Regions from separate parts of the Callithrix jacchus genome. Here region 2 is linked to region 1. The links are chromatin contacts, called in public Hi-C maps. All regions are on one chromosome and are shown on one strand. Each heading gives the region's core, a stretch centred on a gene start, on an enhancer-like site or on the middle of the called end of the contact. The rest is flanking DNA. Distances are from core to core; before and after follow the strand shown. Region 1 overlaps LIPA (lipase A, lysosomal acid type). Region 2 holds the start of LOC100406756 (antiviral innate immune response effector IFIT1).

What was found. A called contact is a pair of places that touch in the nucleus more often than the background predicts.
Region 2: a Hi-C map of skeletal muscle shows a contact between it and region 1, with 7 times the contacts expected there. The contact joins the promoter of LOC100406756 here to the enhancer-like site in region 1. A contact is called at or near these places in 2 of 3 Hi-C or Micro-C datasets (both in skeletal muscle).

What each region holds. Positions count from the first base shown.
Region 1 is chr12:81,819,928-81,823,503 of calJac240_pri, reverse strand. The region is part of intron 8 of LIPA (lipase A, lysosomal acid type); the gene reads left to right. Among named protein-coding and RNA genes, the nearest start is that of CH25H, 16 kb to the right of the region's middle. Within about 2 kb of position 1,598, at least 4 of the 16 cell types and tissues checked have an H3K27ac peak or open chromatin away from gene starts, as enhancers often do. A contact at or near this core is called in skeletal muscle, where this site is marked.
Region 2 is chr12:81,969,874-81,973,449 of calJac240_pri, reverse strand. It overlaps LOC100406756 (antiviral innate immune response effector IFIT1), which reads right to left and starts at 1,675. Exons shown (of 2, transcript XM_002756386.7): 1 at 1,582-1,675. The coding sequence starts at 1,586.

The DNA of each region.
Region 1 (3,576 bases), core at 349-2,848:
GTGACCGCCAGCAGCCCATGCACAGTATACCCCAGGCCTCAGCAAAGTACAAATGGCCACCAGACCTGGGACTTCAGAGGCCCTTGGGAATGTTGAAACAAAGGCTGCCCTAGGACAACTCCAGTTTATATTACAGACCTGCATTGCTTCACCCCTGTGTCTTGGGCCCCCTTTTGGCATGGGGTTTGCAGTAGAGCCATTGGATTGGCTGTCATCTAGGCTACTGCTCTTGTTCCAGCTTTCTTACCCAGAAGCTAGCCAGGGTCAAAGGCTGCAGGGTGAGGGCCAGAGCACTGCTCTCTGCCCCACTTGTGACCTGGTGAATTTAGATTATAACTACACTGGAGTATATCTCTAGAATATTTGCAAAGCCCATATTTGCTGTAGAAGGCAGCCTGGCCCTTTGCTCTTCTGACCACCGTACCATCTTTTGTCAATAAAATGGTTGCTCTGTGCAGCATTTTGTATGATCTTCCCTTTGGCTCTCCCTCCTCTGGGCTATTGGCCAGGGGCTGCCACTGGTACAGGCTGCAGGCTCCAAGCCCAGGAAAAGGCTTCTGTGGAAGGCGGGCAGGTCTGGATGCCGGGCAGCTGAGGCTAGAATTCAGGTGTGGCATTTGAGGGCTCTGATGGTATGAGTTTGGGGTTGACCTTAAAGACCATTTTATTTACAGTACATTCAGAAGTTGACTTTTTGTTTAAATAATGTGTTTTAACTTGTTAATAAATGCCATACCTCATTCTTTAGTGGGCTTTTAAATTTAGTGTGCTTATCTTTCCATTCCCCTTGTAAACCTGATGAATTTTGAAGCTCCCCAGAGTCGACTTGATATTATTGCTCACTTTCTTACTGGCCCTGCTCAGAGCCCAGGTACTCACGCCTGTTTGAAGAAAGCCACCCCAACATATCTTTCCAGTGTTCTGAACTACCTAGGGTGCTATTAAAAATACAGATTCTTGGGCCTGAGCCCTGTGGAGACTCTGAATTCCTAGGGCCGTGATCCTGGGATCTATGTTTGAATAAGTACCCTAGATGATTTTGACCTGCTCTTTTTTTTTTTTTTGAAGGAAAAAAATTGTATACTTTTGGTAGACTTCTAAAGAACACCGTAAAAAGGATATTCAGGATAATTTTTGTTATACATGTAATATGTTTTATGAAATTTTAGAAAATATGGGAGTGAAAGAAAAATGACTGTCTAGCACCCAGCAATAGTCACTTAATATTTTGGTATAATCTTATAATTTTATAATATAATCATTTCCATTACAAAAGTCAGATCATACTACATCTGCTTTTAAGTAATTTTTCATTTAATGAAATGCCATTATGTTTGTTAGATACAAGCTAAGCTGCTGTATTAGAAACCCCAAAATACAGCTGCTAAATAAAGAGTTTCTTTCTTATAATAAAGTTAAGAGAGCAGAGCCCCAGATTGATGATAGAGGGGATTGTGGCTGCTTTCTGTGAGGTCATGTAGGGACACAGTTCCCTCCATACTACAGCTCTGCCATCCTCAGAGTGCTGTCCTCTTCTGCCTGGCTGCAGCTGGGTCACCTCCGTGTCTCTTCCAATCCACAGGAAGGCAGGAGAGAGGTAGCTCAGGGCAAGTGGCTTTGTGTGAAGGAGATAACTCAGAAGTGAGCAGTATGGCCATAGCCTGCCTGCTTGCAGGAGGATGAGGATGTGGTTTCTATCCTGGCAGCCGTGTGCTTAGGGAAAGCTTTAGGGATTCTGTTACTGAAAGCAAGAGGCAGGAATGGGCATGGGGTACGGTCTCTGCCATAATTAAAATCCGGGATTTGCCATAAAGGGCAGCTTTCTGTTGCTTGAATTTTATCATTTTGTTTTTTGCAATGATAGTTGTTTTTCAGTCATGTATAATCTGTCCTTATATGTGAGAGTATTTTCTTAGGGTGATACATTCACCCTAAGACTTAGTAGTGAGAGGATAGATAAAGCTTTAAGACTTATGATACATATTGTACTCTAGAAAAGTTGAACCTGTTTACATTTTTATTACCATTCAAGATCTAAATATAATTTTTAAAATGTCACTTTAAAACTATTTACCCTAATACTATAGGCGATTCCTCCTGATCATTATCTACATACTCTCTGTGATATGATTATCACAGAAATATAACCTTGATGCACATTGTTTCATTTTCTTTTTCCATTTAATATTATTTATGAGATCATTTGTAAGCCATTTTCTGTTACTATTTTATCATACTTATATTTATAACAGCAGCATACCCCTTGTGTATACTGATATAACATATTTCTAGATATAGATAGCCCAAATATCTATTATTGGGCTTTAGCTTATTTCCAGATTTTTGTTACTATAAGCCATCTTAACACTGTTCTTTTGAAATACCCTTTCAAGTGGATAACTTGAAATCCTGAGTCCGAGCACAAAGGCAAATTTAGAAGTTCAGTCTGAGCTATAGGCAAGTTTCACCTTTGTTTTCTAAGCTCATGCTGGTGCTTTATATGAATGCTGAAGGATACGTCACAAAGTGATGAACTGCTGTCTGTGTTCAGTGGCAGAATAGTTTGCAACAATATATTTTCACTGACAAAGATGGGGAACAGATGCATTAACAGGTGCTGTGAATCCAAATTTTGTATTGCTTGTTAAATATGCCACAGGTATTTAATACCTGTCATTTGCAATGGCAAAAGCAGATGCCAAACATTTCTCCTGTAGCATATCATCTTACTCTGTCTTTTATTACATCAAACAGTAGAATTGAATGCAGTTGGTCAGAAAAGACTTCACATAAATCAAACGCAGTTTTGACAAAGAATGTGTGGACATTTCTTTTCACCAAGCGCCACCTTGTGGCCAAAACTTATCATTTTCAATTCATTTGGCTTGCCAGTTTTGGGTTTAATTCTTGACGTACATTTAATTTGAGAGTGTAGAGGAAATATGGATTTGCATTATTTAGAATTTAAAGAATAAGTGACTTTTTGCTAACATTTTTATGTTATACTATTTTAAATATAAATAAATGTAAATTTCAATTTCATGGCTCTAATATCCCTAACTAGTTAGAATTGTGCCAGCATGCAGTCCTACTTGGTGATTGTACTGGTACCGGTACTAAAGAAAAAGTGTTTAGTCGATACAGTCATTAAAATTTGACTAAGTAATATAACTAGAAAAGTAGAATGGGTAAATAGAAAATATTATATAGTTGTCCCTCAAGTATCTTTGCGGACTGACTCCAGACACCAAAATTTAGAGATAGATATTCAAGTCCCTTATATAAAAGGGGTAGTATTTGCATATAGCCTGTGAACATCCTTTCATATGCTTTAAATTTTATCTAGATTACTTATGAAGCCCGATACAATGTAAATGCTATGTAAGTAGGTGTTATACTGTGCTTTAAAACTAGTATTTTTTATTGTTTTATTGTTATCATTTATTGTTTTTTCCACATATTTTCAATCTGCAAAATATCACTTGGTTGAATCTGTAGGTGCAAAACTGTGGATACGGAGGGCCAATTGTATAATTATTTTATCTCTTTCTATATATCCATCTCTCTATAAATATA
Region 2 (3,576 bases), core at 426-2,925, 150 kb before region 1:
CATTGAGGAACTGGAGAAAGGTGGAGAATGAGAAACTGTGTCAAGGGTGACTGAACCCTGCTTCTGGTATGAGAAAGTTTGACTTAATATTAAAAAATGGATGCTTAGGAAGTATAAAAAGATAAGAATCCAATATAGCCACATAGTATGTGTTTCCATTTATATGAAATATCCACAATAGGCAAATTCATAGAGACAGAAAGCAGATTAACAGTTGTTGGGGCCTGAGGAAAGGGGTGAGTAGAGAGAAACTACTTAATGGGTATAAAGTTTCTCCACATAGTGAGAAAAATATTCTTGAACTAGATAGTGATGATGATTGCATAGTAGTATCATGAATATTCTAAATACTACTAAATTGTATACTTTAAATTCATTAAAATGGTAAATTTTATTTTACATGTATTTTATCATAATAAAAAAACACATTGCTAACCTGAATAAAATTCTACAAATTATATATATATACACACACACATATTTTTTTCTGTAGTACATGTTGACATAAACATAAAAGCAGGAAAACATAAAAGCAAATTAGTTTGCCATCTGAAATAATCTCATGAGCCCCCACTGGCACCTTTTGGGAAACATTGATTTAAAGGTTTAATGAAATATCATTGAATGTAGAGATCCTGGTCCATATCTCAAAGCTACCACTTATTGTCTGTGTGATCTTAACATTTCTAAATTTAAGATTCCTTATTGCAAAATCAGGATCATACAGCCATGCATTGCATAATTATATTTTAGTCCATGAAGGACCACATAGTTGGCGGTGGTCCTATGAGATTTTAATACCATATTTGTACTGTACCATTTCTACATTTAAATATGTTTAGATAAGCAAACAAACATGCTGCTCAGGTTTGTAGCCTCGATGTGTAGTAAACGCTATACCATCTAGGTTTGATGTTTGCAAAATGATGAAATTGCCTAACAACTACATTTCTCAGAGTCTATCCCCATTGTTACACGATGCAAGACTCATAAGTATCTTTTGAAAATTAAATGCAATAATTTACATAATACTTTTAGAAGCCAGGCTAGCACTTAATAAGCATTCAGGAAGTGATAACTACCATAACATTGATCATTGTTATTATTTAAATTATCAGTACCAACTCCATCTGTTTACAAAGGAAGGTTGATCATAGGCCTGTAATGTGCATTTTCTGGAATTTTACCCCTTCAGAATTTTGCCCACTGGAGCGCTGAGGGGGAAATTTACAAATTAGTATTTTTTTTTTTCTTTTTGAGATGGTGTCTCACTCTGAGATTGGGATCATTTTTCTCCCTTCCTGCAAAACTTTTCCCATTTCCCTCCCCTTCATTGGGCTATAGCATGAGGTAAGCTTCCTCAAGTTCATGCTAACAAAAATAAAAATCCATTAATTCAATAATGTATGTATGTGTGAATGTGCACACACATGCATGCACACATTCAGTCCATAAGCAGATACTCAAATCGAGAAATTAGAACACCTGACCTCACTGAGATCAAACCTGTTAAAATTGCATTTAATTACCATTTTTTCAAAAACTTTAGACATTATGGCAGAGAAGCAAAGAAATCCTTACCTCATGATTGCTGTGAATTAGGCAGCTGTTCTGCAGTGTTTTGATTAGCCAGGTTCCTCTGAGATCCGGCTATTCTGTCTTGTGGATTTTCAGTGAAGTTTAAACCCCAAGACAGGGTTATATAAGGGAGCTAAACAGCAACAAATGGTGTAAGCTGTGGGTGTGTCCTTGCAAACTGGAAACCTTGAGGGAAACCGAAAGTAGAAAGTGAAACTAAAGCTAGTGAATTCCTGCTGGGGGCGTGGAAATGAAATTAGAACAGTGATTGATTTCTTTGTTCTCTGTTGATAAAATAACTGAAAGAGGCTGGTGCAATCTGTTTTACTGATGTGCTAATTTCTCTCTCCAGATCTTGCAGAAAACTGGAAGCTAGGCGATGTTAGTGCAGAGTCCACTGAACCTAGAGCCAGACCTATGAAAATTGGCCATGTGAACTTTCAGAAGTAATGCCACCCCAGCTGCATTTTGCTCATCTGGCACCAGAGATTGTTCATTTCATGACATGAAATTCTGTAAGTCTCTGAACAGGAGTCTTAGCCTAAATTTACTGCCATTCTCTTGTACTTGTCGAAGGGATTCTTCCTGCCCATTGCATAAAAAAAAGTTCAATAGACATGAGGCTGGCCATGCTACCGTAGGAGAAGCTGTTAGTACTTAAATCATCTCCTCCAAAGCTCGGGGGTTGAGGGTGGGGGCGGGTAGTTTTGCTGTTGATTGGTTAGGGTGGAGATGAAATTATAGAGGGTGGAAGCTGTCCCCAGCACACTGAATAGCTTCTGGGTGGGGTCACAGCAGTGGGGTTGGTGGGGTCTGGCGAAGCCATGGGTGTCAGACGTGCAAACAAACCCTAAAAAGATATCTCAAAAGGCCAATCTACAATAGTGATGTTATTTTCAGGAATGTTTGGTGATCTATATCTATGCCTTAGCAAATTCAGACTCCTCTCCTCCCTCAGCTAGACAGACTTTCACTAATTTTACAAAAGTGGTTAAGTTTTGGTAAGGCCTATTATCATTAAACTATAGCTTGAATGTCTTTCAAAGTTGACTCAGCCCAAAACCCCAGAAATAATTGGGAAAAAAACTGAGATGGTGGGGGTGGGCTAGTTCAGCTTACTTTTATAATTTTTCTCACTGATACGATTTTTGCAAAGGCGTTTTCACTCTGAGCAGTTGTGTGTCTTACTAACAATGTAGGATATTTTCTTGACTCCTTCACAGGACTCATGGCAGGAGTGCCTTGTTTACTCCGCCCATCCTGCTCAATGCCTTGCAGGAAGGAGCAGGTGAGTGAATGACTGCAGGAACTGAAGTTATCAAGTGCAGGAACCTGCGGCTTTAGCAAGAATAAGTGCAGGAACCAGCCAATCTGGCAGCAGTGAACTTTCTGTGGCAGTGTCCAGGTGGGGTGCCTGTGACACCAAGGCCCCAGAGGGCATGTGCTCTCTTCTCTCTGCTGTCCACAGAGAGTAGTGTATCAACTCAGTGCGCCCTCTGCCTTGTTGATTGGCGCAGCTGCCTTCTACTAGTGAGGGCAAAGGGCCTGTAATTCCAGCACTTTGGGAGGCTGAGGCAGGTGGATCAGGAGATTGAGACCATTCTGGCCAACATGGTGAAACCCTGTTTCTACTAAAATACAAAAAATTAGCCGGGTGTGGTGGTGCACACCTGTAGTCCCAGTTACCCAGGAGGCTGAGGCAGGGGAATTGCTTGAACCCAGGAGGCGGAGGTTGCAGTGGGCGGAGATCGCTCCACTGCACTCCAGCCTGGCAACAGACCCAGACTCCATCTCCATAAAAAAATTATTGTCCAGGTGCATTGGCTCATGCCTGTAATCTCAGCATTTTGGAAGGCTGAGGTGGGAGAATCAATTGAGCCCAGGAGTTGTAGACCAGCCAGGACAACATAGTGAGACCCCCAACTCTACAAAAAAACTAAAAAAAAAAAAAGCTGGGTGTGGTGGTGTGTGTCTGTGGTCCCAGCTACTCAAAAGACT